2 separate regions of the Rattus norvegicus genome follow, and region 1 is linked to region 2. Evidence: chromatin contacts called from public Hi-C data. All regions are on one chromosome and are shown on one strand. Each heading gives the region's core, a stretch centred on a gene start, on an enhancer-like site or on the middle of the called end of the contact. The rest is flanking DNA. Distances are from core to core; before and after follow the strand shown. Region 1 holds the start of Rell1 (RELT-like 1). Region 2 has its middle 25 kb from the start of Pgm2.

Region 1 (3,914 bases), core at 631-3,130, 94 kb after region 2:
AAGCATTCAAACACATGAGTTATGGGAGCCAGTCCTATTCAAACCACCACACGGAGGAAAGGACTTGTTTGGCTTACACTTCCCCATTGCTGTTTATTACCAGAGGGAATTAAGCTGGGATCTCAAGCAGGGTAGGAACCTGGAGGCAGGAGCTGAAAAGGAGACCATGGAGGAGTGCTGGTTACTGGCTTGCTCCTCAAGGCTTGCTCAGCCTGCTTTCTTACAGAAACCACAATAGGCTGGGCCCTACCCATCAATCACTAATTAAGAAACATGTCCTCGGGCTTACCTACAACCTGATCTTAGGGAGACATTTTCCTAATTGACGAGAAGAGGTTCTCGGATGTCTCTAGTTTCTGTCCAGTTGACAGTTGAAAAAAAAAATCAAATCAAAACAAAACAAAAAACCCAGCCAGTACATCTTTGGTTTGCATTTCTTCTCAAGCTTTCTCTTCGATATAAAAGTAGAAAAGACTTTTCTTTTATGTTTGTCAGACTACAGGATGTGCCACAAACGGGGTGCAGGACCCATAGTTCCTTCTTTGGCTTAAGGGTAGGGTCTCCGACATTCAGTCTCAGCTACCTGTAGTTTCTCTCTCTGGAAAACATCAGTGATGTTTGTAACAGAAGGGTGGAGGGTGTTAGAGAGGAGAAATAACTCCCCCTTCAAACTTAGAGGCCACCAGCCAGTCAGTCTACAGAAGGAGCTGAAGACTCACCCTCCATTCAACTCATATCCATCAAGATTGGGCTTTAAGGACCGCGTATATATATATGTGTGTGTGTGTGTGTGTGTGTGTGTGTGTGTGTGTGTGTGTGTGTGTGTGTGTGTGTGTGTGTGTGTGTAGTCTCCAGGGTTTAGTTAATATGAAGCTATTGGTTGGTTAAACTGAAGCTATTCAGAAAAAGGCTCATTCCCCTTTAACTTATGAATGCTTAGTGCGTGCTGTCCTTGAGCCAGGTGCTGAGATTAAAGCCATGAGCAAACACTGGAGATAATTATACTGAGCATGGTGGCCCAGGTAGCCCAGACATCGTGGGCTCACTTCCTGGCCCCTGAAATGGGGATAATACTCACCTTACAGGGCTGATGTGAGAACGTGAGGACAGAAATGACAGGACAATTTGAAGAACTGTTCCAGGTGAATGTTTGCAAGATGATTAAAACAAAACCCAATCACAACTCAAGCAAACAACCAATAAAATAAAAGCCCTGTAAGTTATTCCTGGAAGCGTGTGGGAATGTGTTCCTCAACAGAAGTAGTTTAGACAGAATGGTATGGGGACAATTAAAAGTTTTTCATCAATTATCCTTAATTTTCAAACAACCAAACATGACTTTGAACGTGGCATTCCTTCCTAGACCACTAACCCAGGTTAATTAACTAGCTAAAGACTCCAGTAGAGAAAAAAAAAACCATCCCGCCACTCTGAAACTGCCGGCCTTGGGAGTTTCAGACTCACCCTCTTGGGCTTCCTGCCCTAATTTCCCTGCCTTCCTCTTCCACGTCCGTCTCGTCCCAGGACCCTGGAGAAGGAGCAACCCGCCCCAGCCCGAGGCTCCCGCGCAGTCGCCACATCTCTGGGCAGGGTTAGCCCGCCCAACAGAGGAGGCGGAGAGTGTCAGCAGTGGGCGGGGCCACGGCTTAGGCGCGCATCAGACGCCGACCCAAGGGTTTTGAGGGGAAGGGGGAGTGACAGGAGAGGCGCGGCCTGGACTCCCGGGCAGGGTTGTGCGTGCGGAGGCGGGTCCAGGCTTTAGGGGACTCGGGTGCGGCGAGCAGGGGCGGGGCTTCCGCGCGGTGGGCGGGTCCTTGGCGGGGCCAGGCTGAGCGAGTAGGGGCTTCTCGGGGCCGAGCTTTTGCGCTCAATCGGCCGGACAGCCCTCGAGCTTCACCCTCTACCTGGGCTCGGGACGTCGAAGCCAGGGCGAGAAGGACAGAGGGACTCGGCGATGGCTCCGTGGGGACTCCTGGGGTCTGCTGTGCTTGCTGGTTCGGTGTTCGTGGGAGGCGCTGTGAGTTCGCCGCTGGTAGCCCCGGGTGAGTGCTTGGTCCGGGTCGGGATGCCTACTGAGTTGGGTCTGCGTACGGAAGGGAGCCAGGGGGTGGACTGGTCCGGACCGGTCGAGCCCACTGCCCCGCCGCGCCCTGAGTTGCGCACGCCCTGCTCTGCTACCGGATCAGGCTCTGAACATCTGGGTGTCCCGGGGTGGCCCGGGCCGGGTGCGGCGCGCAGCACTGCTCGAGTGCCTCCCCACCCGCCTGCCGGGATCCCGCCTTCCCTTCCCGTCACTTCTAAGAACGGCGGGATGTTGCTTTCCTGGGGTGCCTTCTCCCCAGCCGTGGACCCCTTTCTACTGTCCTGGTCCTCAAAGGCCTCACCGGCCGAAGATCTTTGACACCCGGGACCGGGTTCTGCCTTACAGCCTCTTTTCTCGCTTTATTTTCTTCTTTCCATTATATTAAAGCCTTGAACGTACCAGTCTTTGCAGGTGGTTATGGATTCCTTTAGTAAGTCGGGGTTTTCTCACTTCTCCCCATATATGCTGGTTAAATTAGGCCGGGAAAGAGGAAAGGACATCTATAATGTATACTGCTTTTTCTTTGTATCAAATCGCCCGTCATCACAAAAGGAAACTCTGGTCCGGGTGGAAGCCACCAGCCAAGACGCTGAGTGTTGTCTTCAACTAAGCCATCAGCGGGAGCTTCTAACTGAAATCTGAGAGGTCTACCTTTTACTTAAGGAAGCCTTTGCCTGGTGCTCCTGTTTTTATAAGACACACACCAGGGATTCTTAATAATTGTTTCCCCCTCTTAATTGCCACCTCACTGAAGTACGTTAAAAAAAAGTTAAGCCTTCCTGGCCATTTGGGGTTACCACAGGCTGATTCTTACGTCAGCAGGCTCTGCCAAGCTTGCCTTCAGGGGTGGCTCCTCTTCAGGCTCAAATAATAAGCAGCTGGGAAGCTTCCAACAGCGACTGCCTTCCTCTATAAAGTAAACGTCCTGCTCTTCTTTTCTGAGAACGTTCTAGTCACTTAGAGCTTTGAAACTGGCTTATCATTTGGCCTTAACTTTTCTTAGGAACCAGAACATGCTAGCAAGGATAGATAGAAAATGTGTCTCCTGAGTATTTATTAGCAGATCCACATTTCCTTCAGCCATCTACCTAGGGGAAAGGGAAGCTAGTGACAAGTTTTATTGGATGGGAGATGTTCCTGTGTGTTCTGTGTTTCTTTGCTGGGACTTGTCAGTACAAAATAGGTTCAAAGTAGATTGAGGGGTGCAGGTATTGGGGTATCACTTGTTGCAGAGTTTGGAAATTAAAAAAAAAAATGCTTAACCTGGGATCCAGATTGTTACAGTTTAGTAAGTGAGGCATGTAATCAGCCATCAGGAGAAATCCACTCCTAGAGTAGCTGTATGTTTTGCTGGGTTTCTGAACAACATCCGAGTCTGCAGTGTGACTGAAGAAAGTCCTACCTAGCCATGCTATTAGTAACCTTTTTGGGGTGAGAGTTAATGCTTAAAAAGAATGAAGTATGGAGGATGGCAAGGATAGAAGTTCAGATTTGCTAGCAGGCTTTGAGGCCTGTATCAAGAGCTTGGAACGGTGGACATCAATCTCTTGGGACTTGAAGCCCAGAAGTAGGAAGAAAGAGCTGGGAACTCATGTAGACAGCCCGCTTTGTGCCAGCCCGCTGTGTGCTTTAGGTGGGCGCTTCATGTGTATTTTAGAACTTATTCCTCATAACCCAAGATGTGTTTGTTTCTGTAGAGCGACTGAGGCTTGTCATTACCATAGGTATTGTATCAGTAAGCCTTGGATAAGGAAAGGTGGGGGGTAGGGAGCAGAGTGTGAGAGAATGAGAATGCAGCCTGCCTGATTTTAAATTCCTTTTCTTTCTACTG
Region 2 (3,731 bases), core at 1,051-3,550:
ACATTTGTAGCTAGAGCAAAAATAAGGTATTTTTCATATTTATGTAGCCAAGTGCATTTTAATATTTTACACATCTTTTTTATTATTTGTATTGTCATTGCTCTTCCCAAAACATTTTCAAAAGTGAGTAGCAATTAAAAAACATATGGCTTTTGTATTTTGTAGTGTGCGTGCTCACATGTATATGTGCGTGTGCGTGTGCATGTGCGTGTGCGTGTGCGTGTGCGTGTGCATACTTCAGAGCACTCGAGTCGGGTCGTGTCATCAGCCTCGTCAGATGGTGCCTTTACCCACAGAGCCAGCACCCTGGTCCATGGATAGCAGCTTCAGAGACTGAACTCTAGGTGATAAATAATTATCTTGATAATAGAAATATTGATATAACAGATGATAGTGTTTAATTTAAAATTTACTTTTCTATAGCCTATCGCCAAATAGAAATGAAGATGGGATGGAAAGACAAATAAATGTTCTAATATTTACATAAGAAGTATTTTCATTTTTTCATATAAAAAAGAAACCTTTTGGGGTTGGGGATTTAGCTCAGTGGTAGAGCGCTTGCCTAGCAAGCGCAAGGCCCTGAGTTCGGTCCCCAGCTCCGAAAAATAGAAAAAAGAAAAAGAAGAAAAAAAAAGAAACCTTTTAAGGATACATAAAATATTTCATGTTTCTTTTCATAATCACAGCACTCGAGGGACTGAGGCGAGATAATTGTTGTGATTTTGAGGCTAACTGCAGCTACATAGTGAGTACACACACACACACACACACACACATCATATAATATATATGATATATTAAAAGACATAATTTTCTTTCTCTAACAGTTAGCTTTTAAATCTATGCATATGTTTCTATGTCTGTAAGCATATGTTTCCCATGTATCCAGATGTCTGTGAAGGCCAGAAGAGAGCAGGAGCTCTCCTGGAATTGGAGCTACAGTTGGTTGGTTATAAGATTCCTGATGTGGGTGCTGGGAACTGAACTCAGATCCCCTAAAAGACTGTCATGTGCCCTTAATTGCTAAGTTATCTCTCTACCCAGGTGTATTTTCCTTTCAAAGCAATTCATCACAATTTCGTGCTTTATGAATAAATATAATAGATTAATGTCATAAATTCTACAAACTAAAAATCTGTTTTTATATCTTATGTTAGTTTGAAATTTTTGTAAAAGATTACAGCTATTTTCCTATTTCTTTTATGATCACCTGAAATTTTACGGGATCTGAGTGGAGAAATAGATTTTAGTTGGCTCAAAAATGGGTTCTGCTGCCTGCAAGATGACTCACTTACAAACTGCACCTGCCACCCACACTAGATGAGCTTGATTCCCAGAAGCTAAGGTAGACAACTGACCCTCACAGGCTGTCCCTGACTCTAACACACACACACACACACACACACACACACACACACACACACACACACACACACACACACACACTTCTCCAGGGAATTGCTGCCAAACCGGTTATCCAATACAGTGAAGTCACATACATACCAGTAACATTTTATCAGTTGAGCAGGTTGAATTTATATATTTAGGAATGTATATAAGAATATATATATTCATACATCCATATAAACAAAGGAAAAAGGACATGACTTGAGAGAGAGAGAGAAAGAGAGAGAGAAAGAGAGAGAGAGAGAGGACACAAGTAGGGTAGATGAGGTCATTTGGAGGAAGGAAAGGGGGAATGATGTCATGATGTTTTGGTTTTTTTTTGTTTTTTTTTTTTTTTGGTTCTTTTTTTTTCGGAGCTGGGGACCGAACCCAGGGCCTTGCGCTTCCTAGGCAAGCGCTCTACCACTGAGCTAAATCCCCAACCCCGATGTCATGATGTTTTAATTTTTAATTTTGTACTCTTCACTCTTCATTGAAGAACAAAAAATGAGCAGCAGGAAATGGCATCCTAAAAGCTAAGACTGGAAGTGATTTTCAGGTCTTGTCTACACTGAGCCTTTCCTGTCTGTCTACTCTTTTCACAGCTGGGTAAACTGGGTTAAACGGTCACCTGATGTGTCATTTTTTTTCCTTTTCTTTTTTTTTCAGAGCTGGGGACCGAACCCAGGGCCTGTGCTTGCTAGGCAAGCACTGAGCTAAATCCCCAACCCCACCTGATGTGTCTTAAGTCACACTTGCAGCAATGAGTCAGATTGGCTAAACAGTTCCAGAGTCACTTTGGGGTCACCTTACTGGTTGAAGTCCTTAGTGGAGCTTTAGCCTGCCTTCTATCACTGGGTGGCTGGGAGGCGCTGTTGTACAGGAAAAGCATGGGGCGGGTGAGCTCTGGCTTTTGCCACTGGGTGGCAGATCGTGGCAAATTACCAGTGGTATAAATGGGAACAGTGACAGAGAGTCAGGAGCTTAGAAGAGATGCCCAGGGCTTGGATCATGGAGCTTGTAGGCATGGCCATCACTGTGAGTAGTATATTTTCTATTTTTTAAAAAATATTTATTTATTCATTCATTCATTCATTCATTCATTCATTCATTTATTGTATATGAGTACACTCTAGCTATCTCCAGGCACACCAGAAAAAGGCATCGGATCTCATTACAGATGGTTGTGAGCCACCATGTGGTTGTTGGGATTTGAACTCAGGACCTCTGGAAGAGCAGTCAGTGTTCTTAACCGCTGAGCCATCTCTCCATTCCCCAGAATTTATTTTCATTAGAAATAATGTGCTGTAGTGGTGTGTTTTTTATACTAACTATATATTTTATTAGTGGTCGATTTTATGCTTCTATGCATTTAATGCTCCTCTGCTAGTCATCTTCTTAACTTCTCATTGATGCTTTAATTCTCCATGTTTTCCCACATTCCCAGCAGAATATCTTTTGCCATAGGTGGCTCCTTTTGTATCTTCTGTTTCCCTCATTTTGAAACAAGAGGGAGAAACGGAACAAAGCTTTTACCTTCCACATGCTCATGAGCTGAAGAAAAAAAATACATCTTGACCCCCTCAAAGGAAAGTCTTTAGGTTAGAATTGTCTGCATTAGTCTCCTACAATGTAGACAGTACCACAGATAGACATAGTCCACAGTCCCCTAGTGTGTACTCAAAATATTGAACCTCGAAATGATTGTCGGGAGTTGAAAACTGGTGGGGGCACACATGGAGAGTAAATGACAGTAACATAAACATTTCCAAACAAGCAGATAAGAGGGGGAGAAAAAAATCTTTTGAATCCTCATTTCGTAAGTACACTTCAAACAGGCCGGAGAGTTCAGTTTTATTGAACTGGAGTCTGCTGAAATAAAATCACTCAAGAAAAACGTCCTAACAAATTGAATACAGCTGTGGAGAGAAATATTTGAAAATCTGCACAGGACAGGCTGTGAACTCAGAGATGTGCAGTCCATATACATTCAGCAAGATGAACATGTGCACGCGCAGAGAATTATTAAAACCAACCTGGGAAGGAATGAATGAATACTGGCAACGCGTGTCAACACCTTTGCCGCAAGGTCTAACTACACATACAGATATAGACACCGACAGGCAGAACTCGGTGGCTAATTCAAGGTGATGTGGAGCAAGACATGAGGAATGTTGTAGAAAAGGAATTCATGAGGAAAAAGAGTGTTAAAAAAATGAATAAGGGGCTGGAGAGATGGCTCAGAGGTTAAGAGCACTAGTTGCTCCTCCAGAGGTCCTGAGTTCAATTCCCAGCAACCACATGGTGGCTCACAACCATCTGTAATGAGGTCTGAAGACAGCTAC

The links. Hi-C and Micro-C count contacts between places; a contact is called where the count stands out from the background.
Region 1: a contact with region 2 is called in a Hi-C map of mammary epithelial cells, with 1.9 times the contacts expected there. The contact joins the promoter of Rell1 here to the enhancer-like site in region 2. A contact is called at or near these places in 3 of 12 Hi-C or Micro-C datasets (the A7r5 cell line, Schwann cells and mammary epithelial cells).

Annotation. Positions count from the first base shown.
Region 1 is chr14:44,670,416-44,674,329 of GRCr8, forward strand. Rell1 (RELT-like 1) reads left to right here and starts at 1,881. Exons shown (of 7, transcript NM_001113776.1): 1 at 1,881-2,042. The coding sequence starts at 1,955. It overlaps LOC100911506 (a long non-coding RNA gene), which reads right to left and starts at 1,791. Exons shown (of 2, transcript XR_146284.6): 1 at 1,465-1,791.
Region 2 is chr14:44,576,396-44,580,126 of GRCr8, forward strand. No RefSeq gene overlaps it. Among named protein-coding and RNA genes, the nearest start is that of Pgm2, 25 kb to the left of the region's middle. Within about 2 kb of position 2,301, at least 10 of the 93 cell types and tissues checked have an H3K27ac peak or open chromatin away from gene starts, as enhancers often do.